Regions from separate parts of the Hordeum vulgare genome. Here regions 1 and 2 are each linked to region 3. Evidence: chromatin contacts called from public Hi-C data. All regions are on one chromosome and are shown on one strand. The core of a region is the stretch at or near the end of the contact, and the rest is flanking DNA. Distances in the headings are between cores, read along the strand shown.

Region 1 (4,684 bases), core at 1,924-4,423, 770 kb before region 3:
TTAGTATGCTTAAAAAATTGTCTTCCGATTTTCAACATTACCAAATATTTAAGGCCAGTACATAGATTCGGGTTGAAGATGCGGTTGAAGCTGACACGTACGGTTCTTGCCTGCTCCCTGGAGCATCTAGTAGGTATTGTGTACTAATCTGCCCGCCTTGCATAGCTTCGTGGGGTTGGTGATTCGGTCAGTATTTGAAGACGTATATATAGGTGTGAAGTCGATATTATCTAATTGACCGATCCTTGACATAGAACAGTTCAAATGGTATACGGTATTATATATGGGCTGACAGGATGAAGCAACGGTGACACACATAATGAAGACTTATTTTCCTTGTTTGGTCGGTGGGTATCTCGGTTATCGATAAATTTGAAAATGAGTGTCATCATTACGCGAATAAGCACTCTAAATGTTATTTCTCACTTATAGCTTCAAGGATTTCGGCCTGCCGGCCCATTTTCTCTCATCGCAGTTGCACTTGCTCGCTCGACGTGTTGGTGGCTGTACAGGTTTAGTGTCGTTTCTCTTTGGACGCTTATGCGCCTGTTCACAAACGGGCACCTGTAACGCATCCCTTCACCTGTATGGGATGGGCCGGTTCATCTTTATTCGTTAAAACGTTTAGAAAAAAGGGACGCTGTGGGAGTTCGAACACGTGACTAGTTACTTCGATGCGAGCGACGCCCATTACTACGCGACAAACGACTACGTGTTACAAACATGTTATTCCTGTTTTTATTTGTTGCTCCGATAGCGGGAATTCCTCAATTTTTGGAAGCTTCCAGAACCTTCCCAAACCGTTTTACCCGATTCGCTGGTCATTTGCGGGGCTGTTTTATTGGGGTTTTATTTTTTCATTTTATCTTTTAAGTTAATGCGTGAATTTTTTCAAAATTCGTGTTTTTATTAAAAATTGATGATTTTCCTTATTAAAAAAATAGATGAACTTTTCTGACCTGTGGTGAACTCTCTTAAAATTTTGATGAACTTTATTTTTAAAATTTTGATGAACTTTCTTCAAATTTCATGAACTTTTTTCGAAATTCGATAAAGTTTTGAAATTTGATTATTTTTTTAAAATTGATGAACTTTTTTCAGGTTCATGAACTATTTTTTAAAAATCCATGAATTTTTTAAAAATTTATGAACCCATTTTCCAGATCAGATTGAACATTTAAAATGCGTGAACATATTTTCAAATGTTTTTGCTTTTTGGTACTTCCTATACGAAAGCGACCGTAAAACTGGGCTGGCCCAATTTCCTGGGCGCGTGGGCGCCAGTTCTCCTAGCCGACGTTTAATACGCCGACTAGGAACTCCCCGACTTTTGTCCTATTTCTTTTAGGTGCCATTTGCTTTTTTCTCCTTGTATTTTGTTTTTTATTTTGGTTTTCATTATTTATTCACTGGTTTTCTATTTGTTTCTTTCATTGTTGGTTTTCACCTTTTTAAGATATCTTTCTATTGTTCTCCTGTTTTCATTGGTTTTCCTTGTTTCCTCCTTGGTTTTCTTTTTTTAACTGTTTATTTCTCCATTTCATTGTTTTCATTCTTTCGTACGAAATTTCTTTTGTTTTTTGTTGGTTTTATTTGTTTCAATTTAATATTTCAATGTTATTTTTAGTTTTCCTTTATTTCTTTGTCGTTTTCTCTCTTTTATACTCGGTTACCTTCGGATTTCTTTGTTTCTTTCCCGGTTTACAAGGTTTTAAGCTGCCTTTTGTTGTACTCCTTCCGTCCGGAAATACTTGTCCTAGAAATGTATAAAAAGGATGTATCTATAACTAAAATAAGTCTAGAAACATCTACTTTTAGGACAAGTATTTCCGAACGGAGGGAGTATATTTTTTCTATACCCTTTAGTGTAGAACATGAACATTTTTTATATATATTAAATTTTTTCATATACATGAAACATGTTCCGTATATGTTTGAAATATGTTTTATGGACATGTCGAATATTTTGTAAATACATGATTAAACTTTTCTCCAAATATTTGATTTTTGATTTTTAGTTTTAAAAATCTATATTGCAGATTTATTTATATCTAAGGAACATTTTCATACTGATGTTTAACATTTTCTATATATATGTGTGTTTTAAACATTATTTTTATAAAAATATAATATTTTTAATATACATTATTAAGATTTTTCGTTTATATGTTTTTGATATCTAACTTTTTTACACGTTGTGCACTTTTTGTATACATCAGGAATAGTTTTTATTCACAAGTTTAATTTTTTAATTATATCATTAACATGTTTTCATATATTTAGTTTTTATGTCTACTTTTACCATACAGGTTGTACATTATATATAAAAAGAAAATCTATTCATGTTTACTACTTTTCAAATGCATGATTAAGTGTTAATTCAGAGGTTACGTTTTGCAATTTTTCTAATATATATAAAAAATCAAAATTTTCATGTTTTTCCTATACTTCGGTTTTCTATTTTTCTTCCTTGCATTTCTTCTTTCTTATGTTTCTTGGTCTTTTCTTATCATTTTTTCAACACATTTGTACTTTTTTTTTATCTTTACACAGTTTTATATTTAGTGCACAAATGAAAAGTTTTTTGGTACACATTGTACATTTCTCAGATGTACAATGTATGTTTCAAAAAAAATTAATACCATGTGTTGAACAGCTTTTCTAATACTTGGTAATAAATGGTCGGTACATTTTCAAATACTTGTTGAAATATTTTCTAAATGGTAATAAAAAATTATTCAATACTACGCGAAAAAAAATTATATTCATTTTTAAGTATCCTAAATATTTTTTGTAAACACGGGAACAATTCTATAAAATGTCACTTACATTTGTTTAAATGGTATGAAACATTTTTTCTACTATGCAAATTAATTATTTTTGACACTGTATATACATTAAAAACACATGGATTGTTCTTAAATACCGAAAAACAAATCATGCCCACGAACATTTTGTAAAATTATACAAATGTTTTAGTTGCACAAACAAATTTTTTTCAGTGTTAACAGTTTTCAGATTCACGTGTTTTATTTTTAGGATTTTCTTTATTACAAATAAAAATAGGATAAAAGGAAGAAAATAAACACGATGTCGACGCCTGGTCCCTATTGAGCCAGTCCAACACCGACTCCGTATAGTGTGCTCACGGGCAAGACTGCCCTATGTCCTGCTACGAGCGAGACATAGGCTGTCCCTATAAACCGAAGATCTCTGCAATACTTTTTTGGGCCACAATGGATCCATTAGTAGCCGACGCCATCTGATTCTCTCCAAGGGCCGAAAACTAGCCCTAACCTAAAAGGTAGCTCCAATTCTTATTTAGTATCTTAAGCACTACTTTCTCTATCCTAAAACAAGTGTCTCAATCTTAATGTAGTTTTGTATTAGAGATAGTATAAAGTTGAGTCGTTTATTAGAAATGGAGAGAGTAGTTATTACTTTTTGTGAAACTTGGTGCACACCGTCTGTTGCTATGTCCTTTTACCATTTTTCTTTTATGCTCGTCCACACCGCCATGTGCCAAGTTTCTCTACGCTAATATGGCTGGTCCATATATAGTTTTTTATCCCTAAAAAATGTAGGCTATTTTTCTCAGTTTTGGGACGCTTTTACAAGGTTTCATAGTTTTTTTCTGGGTTAATGTTCGCCTAGTTTTCTTGGGACGAGTTATGAAGGTTTTTAATTATGTTTCCTTTTCTGTTTTTTCATTATTTTTTCCTTTTCTGTTTTTTCTTGGCCCGTTTTCAAATTCGTGAGCTTTTTTTAATATTATGAACGTTTTTCAAATTTGTAAATGTTTTTTGAACTTCTAATCCCTTTTCAAATTCTTGACCGGTTTTCAATCCATGAACTTTTTTCAAAAAAAAATTAAATTCATGAACTTTTTTCAAATTTGCGAATATTTTAGAATTCATGATCTTTTCAAACTCGTGAGTATTTTCAAATCCTTGAACCTTTCTTAAACTGGTGTTTCTTTCAAATTAGGAACGTGTTTGCATTCCAAATCTCTAATTGTGTAGAGAAAGTCGACACACAATGGTCATGAACCAACGACCAACCAATCAAACAAACAACGGTCAACCAAGCGAACAAATGTGAGGGTGATTTAGCGAGGTAGCAGTTACGTTATTGGGCCGACCCACGCGGGTACACATGTCAACGTGGGTTTGGCTCGCGAGCGCTTGAAGAGCCGACTAACAAGTCTCAAAGGCAGTGCCACTCTCTCCTAATTTTAGGCAACTCACGAACGAGCTAGGGGCACAGGAGATACTACTCAAGTGGGGCCTCTTAGGGCATGTTCAAGGTGGGCATTTATTTTGGTTCACACACTAGTAATTCAGTGGGCTTCCAAGTTTATATCTAAACAGTCAGAATAGGCGAGATCCAGTTATCTCATCCAAATGGAGAAGAGTTATAAAAGAGTGTCAAGTGTCCACTACATCGAATCTGAGAGGTTGGTCCAAGACAACCCCTCTCTTGGACCCTTATGTTGCTACACTCCACCCCTCCGCTCTTTGCCCTCGCTCTCGGAGCTCCCTGATGTAGGATCGAAAGTAGGTCGAGAGGGAGTGACTAGACTACTTGATCAATTAAAAATATTGTCTTTTCTCAGTTTTAGTTATTCGTAGATTATAGAAATTCTATCAAGTCTACTAGCACCCTACACATGCAAGTATACTTA
Region 2 (4,377 bases), core at 1,272-3,771, 510 kb before region 3:
TATGATGAACTATGCTTTCATAAATTAATTTATTGCATATTGTATATATTGATTATTATTTTTATGAACTTAAGTTTAACTAAGAAAAAAATAGGACAATCACATTTACCTTCTATTCTTTTAGTCAGGTTGCCTATAGCAGGAGATGAAGCAACAATTAAGTTATTTGTTAGAAGGATGAGAACAAAATGAGACAAGCCTACAACAAAGCTGAGCCTCCAGTCAATAAAAATAAAAATAACAGTAAAAACTACTGCCTTCGATCCAAATTAATTGACGCAGCCTCTATACAATGAATAGAGGACATTGTATAGAGGCTGCGTCAATTAATTCGAACCGGAGGGAGTACCTGAATTGTACTTTAAAAGTTCAAATTAACAGGAACAAAATAAAACAGCGGTATCATTGGCTTCAACTAAGATCAATAATATACCAAATTCCGAAATGGTGAAGTATAGTTCACTGGCTCAGAACTGTGATGAGTTCACTGGAAATATATTACTAGTATAGTTATTTAATAAAACTAGATGACACCCCACGCGTTGTTGCTGGAATCAGTTGCAATATATTTCAATGCGATTTGGTTTGTACATATTATATATTGTATTTGATTATTGTATAGTAGAAAAATATCTATTGAATACAAGTAGCATAATATAGTGGAAAACTTTTTCCATACATGTTGAGATGGCTCTTTGAGGTGGCATGGGTGGTGAGGTGGGATGTGTGCATATTGAGATAAATACAAGTATGGGGATCAAATAATAATGGAAACTTTTTCCCATGCATGTGCAGTGAGCCTTTGATGAGATGGCATGTGTGCATGTTGAGATTAATATATGTAGTGGGATCAACTATTTAGGTATATATAGGATGTGGTATTAAACAAAAGCATAATGTTTGAGAAACAAATCAGAAAGTGGTGCATCCGAATGTTCTGTGTGAAAAAAAAAACATCCACAAAGTTTTTAAGAACAATTATTCAGAGCAAATAGAGTGTACTGATAGTACTTGTGACTAGACATAAAGGCTTAAGAATGCTAACAACCAAACAGGTGTAGTTCGTAATTCGTATAAAATGGTCTCAAATTGACCTCCCAACATACCATGATAGTACCCAAATGCTACAAGAGAATATGCATCAAAACCCTTAAGCAAAATCACTCAGCTGCCACAAAAAAGTTATACATTAAGCCCCTTAAGGATCTTAACAATTTGTATTCACAAACAGGCAACAGCCAACTAATCATACTCCTACATTTTGGTCAAACTATCTATTTCATGAATAAACTTGAAATATATTAGGGCACCGAATAACTGAATGCAAGGTTAACAGAGAATTGTCAGGAAATATTACCTTGGACACATGCTCCAGTGTGACTGCCTCAGGGATTATCCCCTTCCTCAGTTGGATCTCCACAAACCCACTACTCCCCTTCAAGGGAAAGCACTGCCCGGGCTCCCCAAAGCTCGGCTGAAGTATCTTCTGTGACTGGTCACCATTGTCTCCACCACCAAATGGTAATGCAGAAAGAAGACCACCACGTTTCCCAGCATCATATGCCTCCGAGTAGCGGACAACTCTTCCCCCAGCAGATCCCACGGCATAGTCCACCCTGCCAACCCCATCGGCGGCATGCTTCTCTATTTCCCTCATGACGATCTCCCTGGCCAACGCGCGGACCTGATCCAGATCGACCTCAGTGCCAGAGTTTGAGCCTAGGCTCTCCTTGAACTCATCCAGGAATGCTTCAAACTGGTCCTTCCTGAGGAACTCCATCCGCCTGAGCCCGCCCAGCGCGTCGTTCAGGTCGTCGGTCCTGGCGTCCAGCAGGTTGAGCTGTCCCTCAAGGGCAAGCCTCTTCTCCTCCAGCAGCGCCGCGAGCTCGCCCCGAGCGGCCCCAACCTCGCCGTCGATCTTGCGGTCCACGGCCTCGAGCTGCACCTTCAGCGCCCCGAAGGCGCGGGCGAGGGAGGCCTCGACGTCGTCGACGCGGGCAGTGTAACCCGCGAGCGCAGCGTTGTCTGGCGGCGCGAGAGGGGCTGGGTGCGCCCAGCGCCAGGCCTGGTCGCCAAGGTAAAGGAGCACGGCTAGGAGGGCTGCGTTCTTGGCGGCGACGCTGAGCGCGGTCTGCCACCTGGGCCGACCGGAGGACGACAGCCCCCTCTTCCGCCGCGCCTGGGACAGGGGCGCAGCGGCGGCGGCAGCAGCGGCAGCGGTGCGCGACGTCGGGGTGGGGGGATGGGGGCGCTGGTCGAGGAGGAGGACCGGCCGCTTGCGCACCGGGGCGGTGGCGGCGGGGGGCCGGGATGCGATGGGGCTGGGGTCTAGGGCTACCGGGGTGACGGGGCTGGCCACCGCAGCGGCGGAGATGGACGGGGACGCCATGGGTGTGGGGAATCTGGTTCGAGGGAGAGGCGGTTGGGTGGAGTCGACTTTGGGGGGGAAATCGGTGGGGAATTCCGGGGAAATTGAATGGGTGGGGATCGAATCGAATGGAGTGAAGAGAGGGAAAGCAACAGCGTGGCAGGCACGCATACGCTGGGCTGGATCAAAAGCTGAAACGACGGTCCTTGTTCCTGCGGCCACCGACGGGTGGGGACGCAGGATAGGAACATTACCTTCACACATATCCACACGCCTACAACGTTGCCTCGAATCAATTTCGATGGTTTTGAGTAGTACTCCCTCTGTCACGGTTTAAGACACAGTTAAATTCACGTGTGTTTTTAAAATAGACAAGGTTTAAGGCGTGAAATCAATTACTTTTATTAATTAGTACTAGTATTACTCATGCATGCGCCTTCCCAATTTGCTGCTAACGCCGAGTGGAGTTGATGCATGCATGCATGCGCTGGTTATTAAGGCTGACCATAGTGGGAGTATCATATAGTAGTAGCATGCATATGGTACTATATATGATACTACCTTCATAATGCATAGTATCATAGATGACCTCATTTATTAACATGCATGACACATACTCCCTCCGTTCCGATGTGTTAGAGCATGGTTAATAGTATAGCCAACTGCTGGCTATAAGCAGTCTTATAGTCCACCTTATAACTAGCTTGTATAATAGTTAGCTATAAAAAAATACTACTTTTATCATATATGGCCCGCGTTTCATTCTCACAAAGCACCTAGGAGCACGTGCTAGAGCTGACTCTTTACGAAGAGCCCGTTTCCCTTCTCTCTCCTCTTCTCTCTCATTCAACTCAGCAAAAATATAGTATTTTAATCCTTACAGTCTGTTGACTGTACCTTATTGTACTTGCTCTTAGGCCTCTTATGAAATGCAGGGCGACCACGGTGGTTTTCCATTAGCTACGTGATATGTTCCTTCCCTCCAATCAGCATTTAGTTGGTACTCCCTCCGTTTCAAAATATAAGACATTTTAGAGATTTCACTAAGAGACTACATACGAAACAAAATGAGTGAATGCACATCCTGGTACACTGACATAGGCATTCATATAGAGTCATATTGTTTCACAGTTTTTCATATAGAGTTGTAAGTAGATCGAAGTGTGATGTTTATCATTATTAGAGTACTATCTTAGTGAGGAAAGGATGATGGAGACAATGAGTCCCCCATGAGTCGGGATGAGACTCCAGACAGAAAAAGAAAAAAAGGAAAAATGAGAGAAAAAGGGAAAAAGAAAAAAGAAAAAAAGAAAAAAAGAGAGAAAAGAGAGAAGGGAGAGTGCTACTACCTCTTTTCCCACACCTCTGCTTAGTGAAAGCACCATGTTTTTCATATAGAGTCTCATCTTTTGTCATTTTCATATGCTAGTGGGCATTTTTCATTATAGAACTTGGCTTGCATATTTCGATGATGGGCTTCCTCAAATGCCCGAGGTCTTCATGAGCAAGCAAGTTGGATGCACACCCACTTAGCTTCGGTTGAGCTTTCATACACGTATAGCTCTAGTGCATCTGTTGCATGGCAATTCCTACTCCTCGCATTGATATCGATTGATGGGCATCTTCATAGACCATTGGTCCGCCTAGTTGATGTGATACTTTCTTCTCCACTTTTACTCATTTGATAGGTACTACCATATTCTATTCTACCTATATGTTATGTCCATGGTTCTAGCTCATGTATTGAGTGAGGTATAAAATGATGAAGTGCATAAAGATGTACGATCCAATTGCTTGGCTTAACACTATGGTGCTTGAAATTTGTATTTATATGGTGAAGACGGAGCCATGCCATGCTAATATGGTAAAATGAATGGGGGGGGGGGTAAACATTCTTTATCAAAATTGATGATTGTGTTACTTATGTATATGGATATTACTATGTTGATGTTTATTAGTTAGTCATTTCTCAGTGATCATACCTAAAAAGGAATACATGTTAGGTAACA
Region 3 (4,651 bases), core at 2,147-4,646:
ATTACAATGCTCAAGAATAACCTTTCCTAAGTGTTTAAGTATATCTATGCAATCATCCGGAACCGAATGAGCTACTATTGATTGCCCTTCATTAAGGTGTAGAGTGTTCACTACAATTATGTTGTCCATCCGTATGATGATGTTATTGCACCCCATAATCTCGACTAGCTTCAGTCCCTTATAAAGTGCTACAGCTTCAACAGAGACTACATCTACAACGTGTTCCAATCGTGAGGTAGAAGTCGCTATAAAATGCCCTCTATGATCTCTGATAATGGCACCGCAAGACCCAGTGTTATCCTCTTCACTAAAAGATGCATCAACGTTCAAGACTTGTTGCGCTGCGAGAACTGTTGGCCATGTGTTTAGTCTTGGGGCATTCACATGCTTGGCCATCGCTCGGGTAAAGTTGAGGGTGAGCGCATGAATTGATGGCCCAGTTCTCACCGGAGGCTGAACCACCTCACCTCTGACGCGCATCCTTCTGTGCCACCAAATATACCAGTTAGCCGTAGCAATTAGTTTCGGCAGATCAAACTCGTCCATGTAAGGTTTCTGCACCGTCTGATCAGATAGTAGGAACTCCAAAACAGCTGCTCCCGACCGGTCTACCAACATAGCATCCGAAATGGTGCTCCATATACCTAGGACATACCAAACTTCTCTAGCTCGCTTGCAGCTAAATAGGGCATGCTTTATATCTTCAACACCCGCATTACATATTGGACATTGGGAGACATTCCCAATACGTTCAAGAACACAAAAGCAAGGTATCACATTATGTAAACATCTCCACACAAAAAACTTTACCTTGCGAGGTAGCTTCAAACTCCATATTTTCTTCCATATTGGATGTGGTGCCCTCCCACCGAACCGGTGCACTCTCATCATCTGCATACGTTGTCTCCCACTGTTTATAATATGCCGATCTAACATAAAATATCCTGCTCCTTGTCACATGCCATGCGACATAATCTTCCTTCCCATGATGGTGCAAAGGGATTTGTAAAATGCGTTTTGCATTTATGTACCATAAGTTATCATGGATCAGGCGCTCATCCCATTCTCGTGTGATTGGGTCTATGAGTTTGATCACCTTTATGAGCATTTGGTTACCTTGGACAGTGACCACTTTCCTTGAAAAGCTATTGGGAATCCAACAATCGATCCATATGTTAATATTTGCACCATCCCCTACTCTCCAGATGCATCATTTCTTGAAGGTTTGTATGCCCACCCAAATGCTCCTCCAAACATAAGAAGAACAACTCTTTAATTCACAATTCAAAATGTCACCAGCGGGATAATATCTTGCTCTTAGAACTCTTGCACATGAAGGCTCATTTTGCTCAATCAGTCTCCATCACTGTTCGGCCAACATGGCCAAGTTAAAACTTTGTACATCTCGGAACCCCATACCTCCTTTCTCCTCTGTCACACACATTTTCCACCAAGCAAACCAATGGATCCTTCTATGGTCTTCCTTGTCGCCCCACCAAAATTGCGATATTGCATCAGTGATTCCCTTACAGTTTTTTTTGGGATTTTAAATACACTTATCGCATATGTAGGGATGGCTTGGCCCACCGCTTTAATCAATGCTTCTTTCCCACCATAGCATAGAGTTCTCTCTTTCCAACCATTCACCATTTTCTGGATTCTCTCAATAAGGTGTTTGAAACAATTTACCTTATCCACGCCAATCATAGATGGCAGCCCCAAAATACTTATCAAAAAGAGATTTCGTCATTATATTCAAGATCTAGCACACGTCAGCCTTTGTTTCCACCTCTGTATTAGGACAAAAGAAAATAGAACACTTGGCCTCACTCACCACTTGGCCAATGTCGAACAATAATCATCCAGTATTGTCCTCAATGTTCGAGCATTCATAGGATCAACTGTCATCAATATAAGAGAGTCATCATCAAATAATAGATGTGAAATTTTGGGGGAGTCACGACACACCTGTACTTCCTTTAAATTCCAAACATTCTCCTCGTGATCAATTAGTGCAGATAGACCTTCCGCACACAAGAGAAACAGATAAGGAGATAGTGGATCCCCGTGCCGAAGACCCCTGGTTGGTGAGAATGGTAAGGTTTCGTTTGAGTTGAACCTTACTTTGTAGTGAACGAAGTCACACACACCATTACTAGGTTGATCCATCTCGCATCAAAGCCAAGTTTCCCAAGTATGGATTTTAGAAACACCCACTCTACTCTATCATATGCTTTCTCCATGTCTAGCTTCACCTCACAAGTTCCAACTTCCCCCTGTTTTCCTTTTCTTCATCGTATGCAGGCACTCATATGCCACAATTACGTTGTCAGTAATAATCCTTCCTGGCATGAAGGCACTCTGTGTTTCGCTGATGATATTTGGAGTAGTAATCTAAGTCTCGGAGCCAACATCTTTGATATAACTTTATAAAAAATGTTACATAAGTTGCTGGGTCTAAATTGGGATATCGTCTCCGGATTCTCAATCTTCGATATGAGCATAATAGTTGTCATGTTCCACCCTTCCGGGATGAACCCAATATTAATTGCATGCATCACTTCTTGTCCCAATTCCTCACCTAGAATTGGCAAATTTCTCATAAAAGATTGCGTGTAATCCATTCGATCCGGGTGCCTTCAAATCCCCGATGCTAAATAAGGCACTCTTGACCTCCTCGGTTGTGTACGGTGCTAGCATAGTGGTGGCCTGGTAGTTAGAGGTTAGTGCTCGAATCCCCATGTGCATATCTTTTTGACTTTCCAAAACAGGAAAATAAATCCATAATGGGCCGACCCAATGCCGCTCAGACGTCAATTGCAGAGAACCAGACGCATGCAAAATAGGAAAAAAAGCAGAAAACACTTCAAACTATGCCTCTCGCTTAAGCAAAACCGTATCTCCCACGAAAAACAAAGTCACGATTTTTTTTATTTTTCGCCCAAAAGCTAAGGAATACCGATGAAAAACTGGAACGCAAAAAAACTTAAAAAAATAATAATCTAGAAAGTCAAAAATGTATGTGAAAAAAAGACAAAATTCGAAGAAAACGTTGAGAACATGACACGTGGCGGAGGCTAAAACCGCATCAAATGACAATGCATCGGACTGATTGTTAAGAGGCTTTTAAGGAAATGCTCCTCAACTAGTTACTCTCAACCGGTGTCTGTGATGTTAAATGCGGAGTAGGATTCGTCCGCAACGGGTGCCGAGCAAATGCCCGCCGAGACGGCATGGCCCACATATAAACGTGCCTAGGCGTGCTGTGCTGTCATGTTTAAGCGTGGGCTGGGCCGTACTGTGCCAGCCCACTTGGCTAGGTTTGGCTGCATCGCCATGGTGGCTGAGGGAAAAACTTGGGCGAGCACCGACAGTTCCGCCGCGAATCTCAAAGCGCTGCGGCGGTTTCTCAAGGTGAGCTTCCTCGGAACGTGTTACGTGTTCTCCGGTTCTTCCCCGAGCTAAGCTCGACCTCGCCCTCCCGTCCATTCCTAACACGCACCGGATATCTCCTCCTGCCGAAGCGCATGTACGACGCCGGCAATACAGCCACCGGCTCCCCTCCCCTTCCCTCTTATCTGCCGCCCGAATATCCGACGGGTGGCATCCGACGCGATTTTCTTTTGTTGGCTTTTGCCCAAATCTCACCTCGTTCCTGGATCGGGTTTCTGCTTTCTTTCTTGATCAATTGAAATCTGGAATCCGCAGCTCGGGCATTCGGCGGACAGAGCGTTCCGGAACTGGTGAGGCGAGGCCGCGGATAAGCACCAATTTGGTCGTCGGCGCTTCAGGGGTCTTTACCGATTTATTGGTGAGCAGTCTGGCATTTTTTACTTGTTAATTTATCTCACGTCCTCCCTGATAGGATTATTTACCATTATTATAAGAGTTCCGTGTGGCGCAATCGTAGGAAAGAATCCGTTGTTACCGTTATATGGTTTCTCGATTTGTGGATTAGATCCATAATTCTGTTTCTATGTTGAGTTCATGAGTTCGACACCGAATAGGAAAGCTTGAATTCATATCGCGTGAAGATGGTGGTTCCGATGCAAAATCTATCTTTTCCCACGAACAACCAGGAATGTTGTCTTGCTTGTTTTTGCCAACTTGCTATATTTCTCGATTATATATTTCTTGTGAGTTATCTGGATTAGGACATGCTATCAATTCAAGAGTTAATTGGTAAACATGCATTTACTCTTTCAAAAGCATGCTGAATTCTTCTGTTGGTCTTTAATACTCCTGAAGTTTACAATTCGAAATGGCATCGCGAAACCTCAAACACACCCGGAGTTCACAATTCATAATGTCATCACTAAAGCTCGGTCTTTGCACCACGTTATGCGGCAGTGTTGAATGTTTTATCTTCTCTTAGTGAAGTTGTAATTCTTTTATTTTACCAGAACTGCCTTTGTGTTACAGAGATGGTTGGAAAAGGAAGCTATGTTCCGCCGCAGTATGTTCCGTTATATGGTGTAGATACTGAGGAGGATAGCGTTCCTGAGGTGGAGGAGAACATTGCCACGCGCCAAAGATTAAGCAGGGATCCTACACAATGGTCTTCAGGCATCTGTGCTTGTTTTGATGATCCACAGAGCTGTATGCTACTTTCTGACCCGTGACTCCTTGAATTACAGAAGGAAAGATAAAA

What was found. Hi-C and Micro-C count contacts between places; a contact is called where the count stands out from the background.
Region 1: a Hi-C map of seedling shows a contact between it and region 3, with 2.9 times the contacts expected there. The contact joins the enhancer-like site here to the promoter of LOC123443482 in region 3. A contact is called at or near these places in 2 of 6 Hi-C or Micro-C datasets (leaf and seedling).
Region 2: a Hi-C map of seedling shows a contact between it and region 3, with 4 times the contacts expected there. The contact joins the promoter of LOC123443483 here to the promoter of LOC123443482 in region 3. A contact is called at or near these places in 3 of 6 Hi-C or Micro-C datasets (leaf and seedling).

Annotation. Positions count from the first base shown.
Region 1 is chr3H:192,787,005-192,791,688 of MorexV3_pseudomolecules_assembly, reverse strand. It overlaps the pseudogene LOC123441620. Among protein-coding and RNA genes, the nearest start is that of LOC123443485, 260 kb to the right of the region's middle. Within about 2 kb of position 3,173, at least 3 of the 3 cell types and tissues checked have open chromatin away from gene starts, as enhancers often do. A contact at or near this core is called in leaf and seedling, where this site is marked.
Region 2 is chr3H:192,527,319-192,531,695 of MorexV3_pseudomolecules_assembly, reverse strand. LOC123443483 (SUN domain-containing protein 1-like) reads right to left here and starts at 2,521. Exons shown (of 2, transcript XM_045119865.1): 1 at 1,358-2,521. The coding sequence starts at 2,389.
Region 3 is chr3H:192,015,346-192,019,996 of MorexV3_pseudomolecules_assembly, reverse strand. LOC123443482 (cell number regulator 5) reads left to right here and starts at 3,396. Exons shown (of 5, transcript XM_045119864.1): 1 at 3,396-3,414; 2 at 3,709-3,811; 3 at 4,423-4,599. The coding sequence starts at 4,425.